Regions from separate parts of the Mus musculus genome. Here regions 1, 3 and 4 are each linked to region 2. A link is a contact called in public promoter capture Hi-C data. All regions are on one chromosome and are shown on one strand. Each heading gives the region's core, a stretch centred on a gene start, on an enhancer-like site or on the middle of the called end of the contact. The rest is flanking DNA. Distances are from core to core; before and after follow the strand shown. Region 1 holds the start of N6amt1 (N-6 adenine-specific DNA methyltransferase 1 (putative)). Region 2 holds the start of Btg3 (BTG anti-proliferation factor 3). Region 3 holds the start of Mrpl39 (mitochondrial ribosomal protein L39). Region 4 holds the start of Atp5j (ATP synthase, H+ transporting, mitochondrial F0 complex, subunit F).

Region 1 (2,760 bases), core at 186-2,685, 9.0 Mb after region 2:
GGAACTGTGTGTACAGCAGTGGGAGAACACTAAGGATGTCAGTCTCAAGAATTGCAACAGACAAACCTGGAGCAAAGTCAACCTTCACATACATAAAAACAAATCCTCTGGGAAACAACTGAGAAAGAACGGCTATTTCATTTCATTGCTTGTATGCCAAAGACATTTTAAGGATGCATGTGAAAATAACAAATTCTCGCGGCACATGACACTCTAAAAAAATATTTCCGTATTATATTTAGATGTTTGTGCATGTGTGCACATGTATGCTGCCATACCCTTGGAGGTCTGAGAACTCTAAGAATAGGTTTTCTCCTTCCACTGTGTGAGTCTCAGGGACCTGCTCCATGTGCTCAGGTTTGGCAGCACCTACCTGCCTTTTACCAGCAGAGCTTTCTTGCCATTTTCAAGTCTGTATTTGTGATGCCGCCAGAGAACAGAAGATTTAACTCCCAGGAACTGGAGTTACTCTGTTTGTGAACCACCTGCTGTGGGTACTGGGGACCAAATTCTAGTCCTCAATAATAGCCTTATTCCAGAACCATCTCTCCAGCCCCTTACATTTTTTTAAAGACTATGATTTTCTGTATGTTATTTTTTTGCCTGTATGTATGGGCACAACAGTGACACTGACGCAGGAAGAGCAACAACCTGGAGCTGGGGTTATAGGGAGTTGTGAGCCACCAAACAAAGGTGCAGGAAACCAAACTTTTGTCTTCTTCAAGTGCAGTACAAGGTCTCAACCCCTGAGCACTTCCCCAGCCCTCCAAACCATTGTCTCTGTTTTGTTTCATTGTTTTTCGGAGACTGGATTTCTTTATGTAGCCCTGGCTGTCCTGGAACTCTCTTTGTAGAACAAGCAGAGATCTGCCTGCCTCGGTCTCCAGAGTGCTGGGATTAAAGGCAAGAGCCACCACAGCCCAGCCCAAACTATAATTTCAATGAATGAAAGTGTTATCCATGTATAATATTGTCAAATACAAAATAAAAATTAAAAGTCATAAAAGCTGGGCATGGTGCCACAGCTTTTATAGTCCCAGCACTCAGGAGACAGAGGCAGGTGGAGGATCACTATGAGTTCCTGGCCAGACTGGCCTACATAGTAAATTCCAAGACAGTGAGAATCTGTATAACAAAATTAAGCAAATAAAAGTAGTCATAATCTTATAGATGGGTATTTACATTTCAGTTGCTTAAAAAACAATAAATTTTGTAAACACTATTTTTGCAAGTGCTTACAAGTTTAAAAGGGAAGAAACTTTCCAAATGTCATTAGAATAAAGCAGTCACCTTAGTACAAAATAACTGACGATGCTCAATATTAGGGTAGCCGATAAAAGTAAGCACAAGTTGAAAACGGATGTTAGAGGTTGCTTAAAAGTTCCAGAGAGCCCAACAAGCTCTTTCACCCCAAACGCCACCCAGTGTAAGACAAAAGCGCATGCGCAGCAAGCCTGACGCGTGCGTACTCAACGCCCGCCCATAGGAAGCGGAAGGGAAAAGATGGCGGCGCCGAGTGTCCCCACGCCGTTGTACGGGCACGTGGGTCGCGGAGCCTTCCGCGACGTGTACGAGCCAGCGGAGGACACGTTCCTGTTACTGGACGCGCTCGAGGCGGCGGCGGCCGAGCTAGCAGGGTGCGAGGAGGGTGCGCGCCTCAGGGGGAGAGAACGGGGTGGCCGGGAGGCGGAAGCCGGAACTTGCCGCCCTCCTCCGGAAGTGGTGGGCCGGCCTACTTTCTGGTGATTGACAGCAGAGAGGGGTAAAGGAGGCGTGTCCGGCGGGCTGGGGTTAGAGCATCGCTCAGATGTTCCTGCGGCTTCAAGGTCACCCTGCCCTGCCTTTTAGCTGTTAATCTGAAGAATGTAAACGCGCCTCTGAGGAGCAGCCGGAGTTTAGCAACCAGAAGCAAGATGTCCCAAAACTTTCCTAATTTTCTATTTTAATTTTTTTAAGTGAATATGTAAAACTCGCCTTAGTGCAAGAATAACATCCTCTAGCAAAGGAAGAACACATAAGGATCAGTGAACTATTAAATTCACTCAACCTAGTCAAGGAACAACCACTAGCCGTCTGAGCACTTAAAGTGTTATTGCAACTGGGATTTTTTTGTTTTGTTTTGTTTTTTAATTGAACTGTTAGAATTTTAGTTGCATGTGGTTAGAACTATTAGGGAAGGTTTAAATAGTCACGTGCCTCCGCCGGTAGGATTTTCACTAGCCTGATTTGTTGAAGGATTGGCCATAGCTTTAATTGACATAAATAGTAAATGCCCACATGTTAACTTTTCTGAGAAAAGAATTTGAGCTGAGAACGGGAAAGATGGCTCAGCTGGTAAAGGCACTCGCTGTCAAGCCTGCAGACCTGAGTTCCGGCCTCAGAAACTACTACAGGTTGTTCTTGGAGGTTCAGTTACAATGCTGAGGACCATTCTGCACACATACATATAATCACTCTAATAAAATAGTTTGCCGAAAGAATATGGGTCATTAACTTAATGGCCAAGATTCCTACTGGGTGTCTCCAGAACGAAATAGCCATCATGTTTATTTATATTGTCACTTTTTTTCTGCCTATAAAACCAGTCTTTCTTCATAGATGGTGGAGCATTTTGAGCTACTGGAATATCTCGTGGAGCACTGAATTGTAACTTGAATGCTCAAAACAGCTCAGAAAAATTTACAGCTACAAATTGCATTGCTTCGTATGCTGTAATAGAGCTGACCTTGTTACAAAGGCTAGGAATTCTAGTTATTTTTG
Region 2 (2,720 bases), core at 12-2,511:
TAATGATTCCTAGACCCCTCTCATTCACCAACTGGGCCAGTACGTGCTACCTAACAGTTTGGGGGATTTGCTTTTTGTTTCCTCAACTTCATATTAAAAAAAATAAATAAATAAAATAAAATTAAGGAAGGAAAGAACCACTTAGCGGTTGCTTTTTGGTTTGTAACAGAAGATGAGTCATACGGACTTATTTATTTTTCTGTTTGAAGGAATGGAATAGCTTAAGAATTAACCCCCTCTTATCAGTGTTCCAGAAGTACCAAAGGCACAGAGAAAGGTCTAAACCTCGGGGGAGGGTGTGTGGGGGGTGTGAATACCACCGGGGACCGGGGGTGGGGGATTAGACCTTAGGCGCCTAGTGCCACCCACACTGTCCCCCAAAGCTCCCATTTTAAACACCGCTTGGTGACGTCACCCCAGGACGTCGTCACCGCGGCGGCTGCTCCTCAAGTTCTACTTTGTTCCACGAGCTCGGCCTTCTAGGAGTTTCTAACTTTGCAGTCTCCCCACCCCCCACCCCCCCCAACCCCTCCCCAGTAACGAAAAAGCCACTCGCAGTTTCTAGAAACCACAACTTCTCCAGGTGGACGCTGCCGAGGTGGAGGGGACGGCAAGCGTGGTCGCGCCGAGAGGCCCTGACCGCCCCGGGCGGCTTTGGCCAGCGGGATCCAGATGCAGCCGGATCGGGCTCCCCTCCCAGCCCGGCGCGGGTGGAGAGAGCCCCCCACGCGCTCCGAGTGGACGGCCTGCGCGCCGCGTCTAACCTGTGCAAACAAACCGGCTTGCCCCTGCCCGCCCGCTGTCGCCTCCCCGGGGGCGGCAGGCGACGTGGCACGCGCCGGAGGAGGCGTCCCAACCCCACCGAGGACCCGCCGCCGCTCCCCTCCGCGCCGCGCATCCCTCGGCCGCTCCGCTTTCGACGTGGCGGCGGGCGCGTCCCAACCTCCCTCCGCCGCGATGCCCGGGGGTCCCCGCCGCGTCCCCTTATGCCAGGCCTGCCCTCCTCACTGCCACCGCGTCCCCGACTCCGACCCCCGGCGGGCTCTCCTCACCGCCGCCGCCGCCGCTCCGGGGGCTGCACCCTCGCCGGGTGCGACCGCGTCCCGTGGCCGGGGAGCCGAGCGCGAGCGCCGCTGCTGCGTCGTCGGGCCGCCGCCGCCGCCGCTGAGCGCGCGCCGACCAGACTGGCGGGCGGCGGAGCGCGCGGCCGACAGGGCGAACGCAGTCCCGACGCGGCCCACGGGGGGCTCGAGGCCCGGAAGAAGGGAGGGGCGATGACTAGGAGAGGCCCGGCGCCGCGAAGAACCAATCCGCGCGCCCTGGGGGCGGGGCTTCCCTCGGGCCCGCCCCCCTCCACCGGTGCGCGTGGCCGGCTCCTGCCTCCGGCCGCGCGCAGAGCCTGGGCTCCGACGGCCGTGCTGGCACGAGGTCGCAGTGCCTCCTGCGCGAGCCCCGAGGGCCTTGCCTCCCTCAGTGGGGTGGGCAGGACGCTTCCTCTTGGCTCTTCGGCCACTCCTCCCCACGCGGGGCTCTCTCCCTTGGATCCGCCCGCCTCTCTGCTGCCTGAGGGCAAGTTCAATCCGGATTCTGCTTTGATGGGCTCTCCCCCTCCTACCCACCTCTGCACGAAGCGGCTGCGGAGGGGAGCTTGGCACTGAGGGCTTGCCAAGTCCCTCCGGTCGTGAGGTCACTAGCTGCCTCCCTGTACGTGAGATGGCTTGGGTAAAACTCTTACCTGGACACTTGGCTGGCAGAGCTCGTGCCTCCATGTGACCGTGGCAGCCTCCTGTTGAGTACGGGGTGTCTCTGCCAGCACTGATGGCCCAATGGATGAGTGGAGTGGCCAGGCTTTGTATTTCTCAGATACTTCTAACTCAAGGACTTGGGGGGGAGGGGTAGCTTTTAAGCCTTGACTAAACACATAAGAAGAGGGAAGATAAACTTTCCGAAGAAAGGCCCATCTTTCCGTCCCTTAGGCTGAACTGGCAGCTAGGTGTTAGTGTTGTGAAAGCAGCTGATAAGTCAGACAGGCCGGAAAAACACAAGACACTCATTAAAAGAGAATTTAAAAATGCAGATTACCATTGTTTTTTTTTTCATTACTTATTTTCTTCATTTACATTTCCAATGCTACCCCATAAGTCCCCCAAACCCTCCCTCCCCCCACTCCCACTTCTTGGCCCTGGTGTTCCCCTGTACAGAGGCATATAAAGTTTGCAAGACTCTTTCTCTTTCCAGTGATGGCCGACTAGGTCATCTTCTGCTACATATGCAGCTAGAGACCAGCTGAGGGGTGGGGGGTGGGGGGCTCCTGGTTAGTTCATATTGTTCCACCTATAGGGTTGCAGATCCCTTTAGCTCCTTGGGTACTTTCTCTAGCTCCTCCATTGGGAGCCCTGTGATCCATCCAATAGCTGACTGTGAGCCTCCACTTCTGTGTTTGCTAGGCCGGGGCATAGCCTCGCAAGAGACAGCTATATCAGGGTCCTTTCAGCAACATCTTCCTAGTGTATGCAATGGTGTCTGCGTTTGGAGGCTGATTATGGGATGGATCCCCGGGTATGGCAGTCTCTAGATGGTCCATCCTTTCGTCTCAGCTCCAAACTTTGTCTCTGTAACTCCTTCCATGGGTGTTTTGGTCCCAATTCTAAGAAAGAGCAAAGTGTCCACACTTTCGTCTTCGTTCTTCTTGAGTTTCATGTGTTTTGCAAATTGTATCT
Region 3 (2,700 bases), core at 46-2,545, 6.4 Mb after region 2:
CAATTAACGTCAGCATTCACTATACTTATGTTTCCATTCACACATTTAGTACCTATACTAGATAAAACCACAACATGGGACAAGTAGGAAGGAGATGAGACATATACTCGGGGGGAAAAAAAAAACTAAAAAGATAAAGGTAGAATAAATGAAAACTCAAGAAAAAAACAAACCAAAACAAACCAAAAAAACAACCCTCAAAATACTTTAATGAGACCTGCTAGATAAATGCTCCCAGAACATGCATATTACATAGTCATATTCAGACAAACTAGGGAGACAACCTGTACAGCAGAGAAATGCTACGATACCCACCGTACCCACAAAACAAAGGGGACAGTGGGTGGCAAAATGGCTGCAAATAAATTCTACAGCTTCGCCAAGTAATGACAGCATGTTCCCCTCTGCAGTGCTCTGCACAGCGCGTGTAAAATGGTCAACATTGTTCTGCTGCTTACGCATGGCACAACTGTAAGGGGTTGAGATGTTTTTATTCATCACGAAGACAGTGCCGGGATCAGTTTTCCCAACATGCTTAACTTCGATCTTCTCCGTTCGGGGGGTTAACGATAACTGCCTGCTTTTCTCTCTGTTAAACAGATCATTCCGCATTTCTGTCAGCTCCGTGGGTGACAGCTCGGCAGCTGGCGACGTCGCTATAAATCCTATTAAGAAAGCAAAGTACGTAGTTTACTCTGGACCTGTAACAAGTATTGAAAACGGTAGAATTTTGCAGAACATAAGTCAAAAATTCGACTGAGGCAAACTTGAACCACTTTATAATGTTAATAATTTAGGATCCAACAACGAAAAAACAAAAAACAAAAACGCTGGGCTCTGATTTACTCTCACATCACCACCGATTTCCTCAGTGGCGTCCTAAAACCAGACTCGATTGGGAAGGAGAGCAAAGTTGTAGTTGGAAACGGTCTGGAGGGGAGGAGAACGCTCCAGGAAGGCGGAATCCCCGTGTCCAAACGATCAATAGCTAGCATGAGAAATGCTGAACTTTTCTTCCACACCCCAAAGCAAGGGACTTGGCTAGGCAAGCGCGAGTCCTCACTCCCTGGGAGATGGGGACATGTTTGCCGAAGACTGGGGCTCCTAAAACCCCCCACAAGAGCCGCCCATGCCCGCATCCCTTCTCTTTCCCTGATTCCTGCACCCCAGATTGTCTTCCCACACCGGGAACACAAAAAACTCACTCCAGCGAGCCCCGCCGCCCGCGCCGGGCCGCCGAAGAACCAGCCTTCCCACCGCGGTAGCCATGGCTTCCCGAAGTAGCCAAGGTAGCTCGGCGTCCCGGTCCTTCTCGTCCCTCTTCCCCCGGAAACGCGGAACCCGCGGCGGAGGTTCCGTAGGACTGATCAGCTCGGGACCGGATGCTAGGAGCGCGCCGAGCCACGCGGGGGCGCATGCGCGCCTCTCCTTGGATGGCTCACCCTTGGCCGCGCTGCGAGTCTTGTCCTTGGCTCGGGGACGACCGGCTGCCCTGAGGAGTCGCAGAAGTGTCTATTGGACAGAGGAGTCACACAGGCGCCTTTGTCTCACGAGGGTTCCAGATTCCCGGCAGAAAAAAATTAGAGGAGGACTCTTTGCGTTACGTCTTTGACAGTCTGGCCAGCCACGCCGGGTACAACTCTAGAGGGTGGAAATAAAAGAGGTTTGCAAAAGTGAGTTTCAGGTCGGCTGCAGTGGGGCTGAACCCGGTTCACCGTTTAGTCGGCCACGTTCCTGGGCTCTTGGAAACACGTCGTGTTGATTTTGCAAAGAACGTCCTAGAACTCTTTTCCGAATGATCTAGGCACGACTGCACGGAGTAACCGGGAATCTGTGTCTCGTCCCTGGATGTATCCCAGAAACGCAAACCGTGCTTGGCAGCTCAGCAAATATTTGTTATGACGGTTGGTAAAAACACACTGCTACATCTAACGCCTTTGTGGTGCCAGCACGTTCCCGTTGGAGCAGCATTCTTTACTTCTGCAAAGCTGAACCAATGAACCAATATAGTTTTATAAATTTAGTCAGGAATTTTCACATGATCCCTACTTTTAACTTGTGGTGGAGCACACACTGCCACCAGGCGGAAGGGTAAGCTCGGTCACAAATGCTATGTTTTATGCCACACAAATGTGCTGTCTCCTTGGCCCAAATAATACATGTTTACAATTGCATAGGGAAAGTGTTAAGACCTTTCCTCATCTTTAAGGCAAGACATGTAAGTATAAATTTGGATTCAACCATTCAATATTGTACTGGCCTATCTCATGTAAAGTCCTCGGCCGAGAATAGTGACTGATGCCTGCAATCCCTCCTCAAGAAGGCTTAGGTAGGAGCTGGAGAAGCCTTTAGCTACTTAACACACCTTTTCCTAACAATAGAAGTTCTAAATCAACTCTGGAAAAGTGTGCGCGCGTGTGAGCGTGCATGTGTGTTTCTTCCTTAAATGTTCTATGGTTCCCCTGAAAGCTTTCAGCTTCACAGCTTTTAGAGATTGTGTCCATTTCACCCCACCCCGAAAACTATAGTTCACGGCCACATTTAAAACAATCCTCTGGACGTTAGCTTGAGAAAAATTAATCATAAGCACATCTGCACACAGCTGATTGGAGCGTCTACTATCGCAGAAAGTAATTTTGCTGGAAGGATGCCACAGGTGATACTGACCAACAAGTACTGAATATATGCTAATTATAAAAC
Region 4 (2,700 bases), core at 104-2,603, 6.5 Mb after region 2:
AAGGTATCAAGAATTCTTTAGCCCTAAAAATACTGTAAAATACTTCCATATTGTCCACTTAGGAAATACTCTCTAAGTGTTAGGGGAAGGTGCTTCTTTCAGTCTTGCTTATAGGTGATTAAAAAAAATATGTCTAAAGAAGGTTGTTTACCTAACATTCCACAGTCAACCTGCTCCCAATCTAACTGCCAAGACGGTCATTTCTTCTACAAGACAGGGAAAATACATTTTCACTTTCAATAACGCACCATCCCAAACAATGATTTCCAATCCCCACGTCTAATTTAGCGTACTCTCTGAACCCCAAACATACATGTATACTCACCTCCTAAGTCCTACTCAATCGTTCTAACAGTGACCACATTCTCTCTTACCAAAACTACTTGTTGTTTCTCCTTCACTGCCTTTCACTTTTTCAGATTAAATAGAGAATGCGATCTGTTCATGATCACACGGAAGACAAATGGCATCCTAAGTGTAGAACACCATTTGGGACAAATTCCGTACTGAATTAATATCCTGCACTAGCTTGCTGCTTGTTAGAGGTCTGATAGTAACAATATTGGGGAAAGCATGGTGGGGGTGGGGGTGGGGTAATCAAAGTTCAAACCCAGAGGTGTAGCTTTGGGAAGGCGCACGGCTCTCCTATTTATAGCGGTTGACTGACCAGCCTAGCCGAAGGCTAGTCCCTTTGCTGCTCGTGAGTATCTAATCATAAAGTCAATCGACAAAGCATGACTTCTAGATTGGATATAAAACTTTTAGGATATCACCATCGCCCTTTCCTGTCTTAGGAGGCTCGATCGCCGCCTGCATTATTCACAAGCCTGTGGCGCGCCGTGACCTTGGGCTGCCCCAGGCGGGCTGCAGGCTCACCACCCCGTCTTTTCTGCTTTTCGAGTCGGCCCGCTCTGCTCCCAGGAGAGCATTCACGGTCTTATTTAGTGAGCGTAAGGCAAATCTGAATACCCAGCAGGGCCGAGGTCACCTGTGACCCCAGGCCAGGCCAGGACGGTGCCAAGGACACGGGGCTGCGCTCTACTCCCAGGGCAAAGGTGACGGGCAGCCCTCTCTCCTCGTGAAGAAACCCAGAAGCTCAGTCCCAGGAGGCCGAGCTAGCCCAGTTACCCTCCCAGTCACCTTGCACTGAGTCCCGAGCTGCCAGAGTCACCGCCGCCGCCACCGTTCTACTTCCGGCCCTGGCTCCGCCTACACACGCCTACCCGCCATCGCAAGGCACTATGGGCCGCGGCTTCAGTCGTTCGACGCTCACCGGACAGGAAGCGCCTCGAAGGGAGTCTGCGACCGGACGCCTCTAGGTGAGACAGAAGCCAAACAGGAGGAGGAAGTGGAGGGTAAGTGCTTCCGGGTCCCTCAGCTAAGACTCCGCCATCTTTCCTACACTTTAACTTCACCCCCTTTTCCCTCTTGGAGACACTGCACTGTACGCATGCGTATTCTGGCCTGTCCCCTAGTTCAAGCTCCCTTCGGAGTCAGCGTCCCGATCCTTGGGGTTGGGGAGGTGGATGTAGGGTGGGGGTACAAAGGAGCGCGTAAAAACCAAAACCAAAACAAAACAAAAAACCAAAGCGGCTGGGGGGCGTTTGTGCCTCGTGAGCCCCGTCGTCGCGGGCGTTTCGGGCCGCGCAGCCTGCTGGGAGTTGTAGTTCCAGGCCCGGGGGTGCCTGGGAGGCGGGAGAGGGGCTGGGGTTCCTTAGCGCCGATTCCACGGGAAGGGCCCCGGGACCTTACCCTGCTACTCGCGGGAGCGGCGCGGCTCGCCCGGAGAGGCGCTGTACCTGGAGCCCGCGCCGCCGCCGTTCCCAGCCGGCTGTGGAAGCGCGGGCTAGGGCCACGGGACGAATTCCGGAGCTGGTGAGTTGCGGACGCGGGCTGGCGGGGAGCGCGGGCCCGCGCGGGCGGCCTGGTTCCGGGGCTTGTCCCCCCCCGCGGCCGCCTCTGTGTTTTGTTTCCGCTGGGTCCCCGGCGCTGCGACTCCCATTTCCGTTCGTGGAGACTTGAGGGAGCCTGGTGGGGAGGGGCGGGAGAGGCTGTGCGGGAAGCCGAGGGGAGGGGCGCGGGGAGCGGCGTGGCCCGGGCCGCGTTGCGGGACGCGGCGGAGTCGCCCGTCGCACGGGCGCGGTCCAGGCTCGGCGCGCTGGCCGAGCGCACAGCCCCGGGCGCTCCCGGGTCTCTCGGGAAGATGCCAGACCTGTCTGTCACCCGAGTCAGCCATCCCCGCACTAGCAGTACCGATTGCCCTTCTGGAACTGTCCTAGAGTCGCATCGGTGCAATCGTTCTAATGCATAGGATGACTTTCTGCGTCTTTCCCGAAGATGTCAGTGAAAGTTACTGTACCTTGCCAACTTCCCCCACTCCTCCCCCCGACCTTTTTTGGGGGTTGGTGTAGTGCAGTGAACACAACGATGGAGTTTAGGGGATTCCACCCTTAGGGTCCACAGCATAGAGAATGGTGCCAGCGCATCGTTTCACGATGACAAACAGTCATTTGAAACTAAATCCTTAGGTAGGCCAGTGAGATGGTTCGACAGGTAAAGGCACTTGCTGCCGAGCCAGACTGTTCAGCCTCTGGAATCCAGATGGAAGGAGGAGAGAACTGTCTGCTCTCTGACCTCCACAAGTGCGCATGCGCACCTTATAAGTGGTGTCTGGGTACGTGTAAGTTTGTGTTGGGTGTC

Evidence for each region. Promoter capture Hi-C pulls out the DNA fragments that hold promoters and counts their contacts.
Region 1: a contact with region 2 is called in a promoter capture Hi-C map of pre-B cells. The contact joins the promoter of N6amt1 here to the promoter of Btg3 in region 2. A contact is called at or near these places in 1 of 39 promoter capture datasets (pre-B cells) and 1 of 484 Hi-C or Micro-C datasets (CD4 T cells).
Region 3: a contact with region 2 is called in a promoter capture Hi-C map of pre-B cells, with 4 times the contacts expected there. The contact joins the promoter of Mrpl39 here to the promoter of Btg3 in region 2. A contact is called at or near these places in 1 of 39 promoter capture datasets (pre-B cells) and 1 of 484 Hi-C or Micro-C datasets (the G1E-ER4 cell line).
Region 4: a promoter capture Hi-C map of pre-B cells shows a contact between it and region 2, with 4 times the contacts expected there. The contact joins the promoter of Atp5j here to the promoter of Btg3 in region 2. A contact is called at or near these places in 1 of 39 promoter capture datasets (pre-B cells) and 2 of 484 Hi-C or Micro-C datasets (both in the G1E-ER4 cell line).

The regions. Positions count from the first base shown.
Region 1 is chr16:87,352,750-87,355,509 of GRCm38.p6, forward strand. It overlaps N6amt1 (N-6 adenine-specific DNA methyltransferase 1 (putative)), which reads left to right and starts at 1,436. Exons shown (of 6, transcript NM_026366.2): 1 at 1,436-1,637. The coding sequence starts at 1,504.
Region 2 is chr16:78,375,549-78,378,268 of GRCm38.p6, forward strand. It overlaps Btg3 (BTG anti-proliferation factor 3), which reads right to left and starts at 1,262. Exons shown (of 5, transcript NM_009770.3): 1 at 1,053-1,262.
Region 3 is chr16:84,733,949-84,736,648 of GRCm38.p6, forward strand. Mrpl39 (mitochondrial ribosomal protein L39) reads right to left here and starts at 1,296. Exons shown (of 10, transcript NM_017404.5): 1 at 1,206-1,296; 2 at 459-665. The coding sequence starts at 1,269.
Region 4 is chr16:84,833,669-84,836,368 of GRCm38.p6, forward strand. It overlaps Atp5j (ATP synthase, H+ transporting, mitochondrial F0 complex, subunit F), which reads right to left and starts at 1,354. Exons shown (of 4, transcript NM_001302214.1): 1 at 1,141-1,354. Gabpa (GA repeat binding protein, alpha) reads left to right here and starts at 1,456. Exons shown (of 10, transcript NM_008065.2): 1 at 1,456-1,875.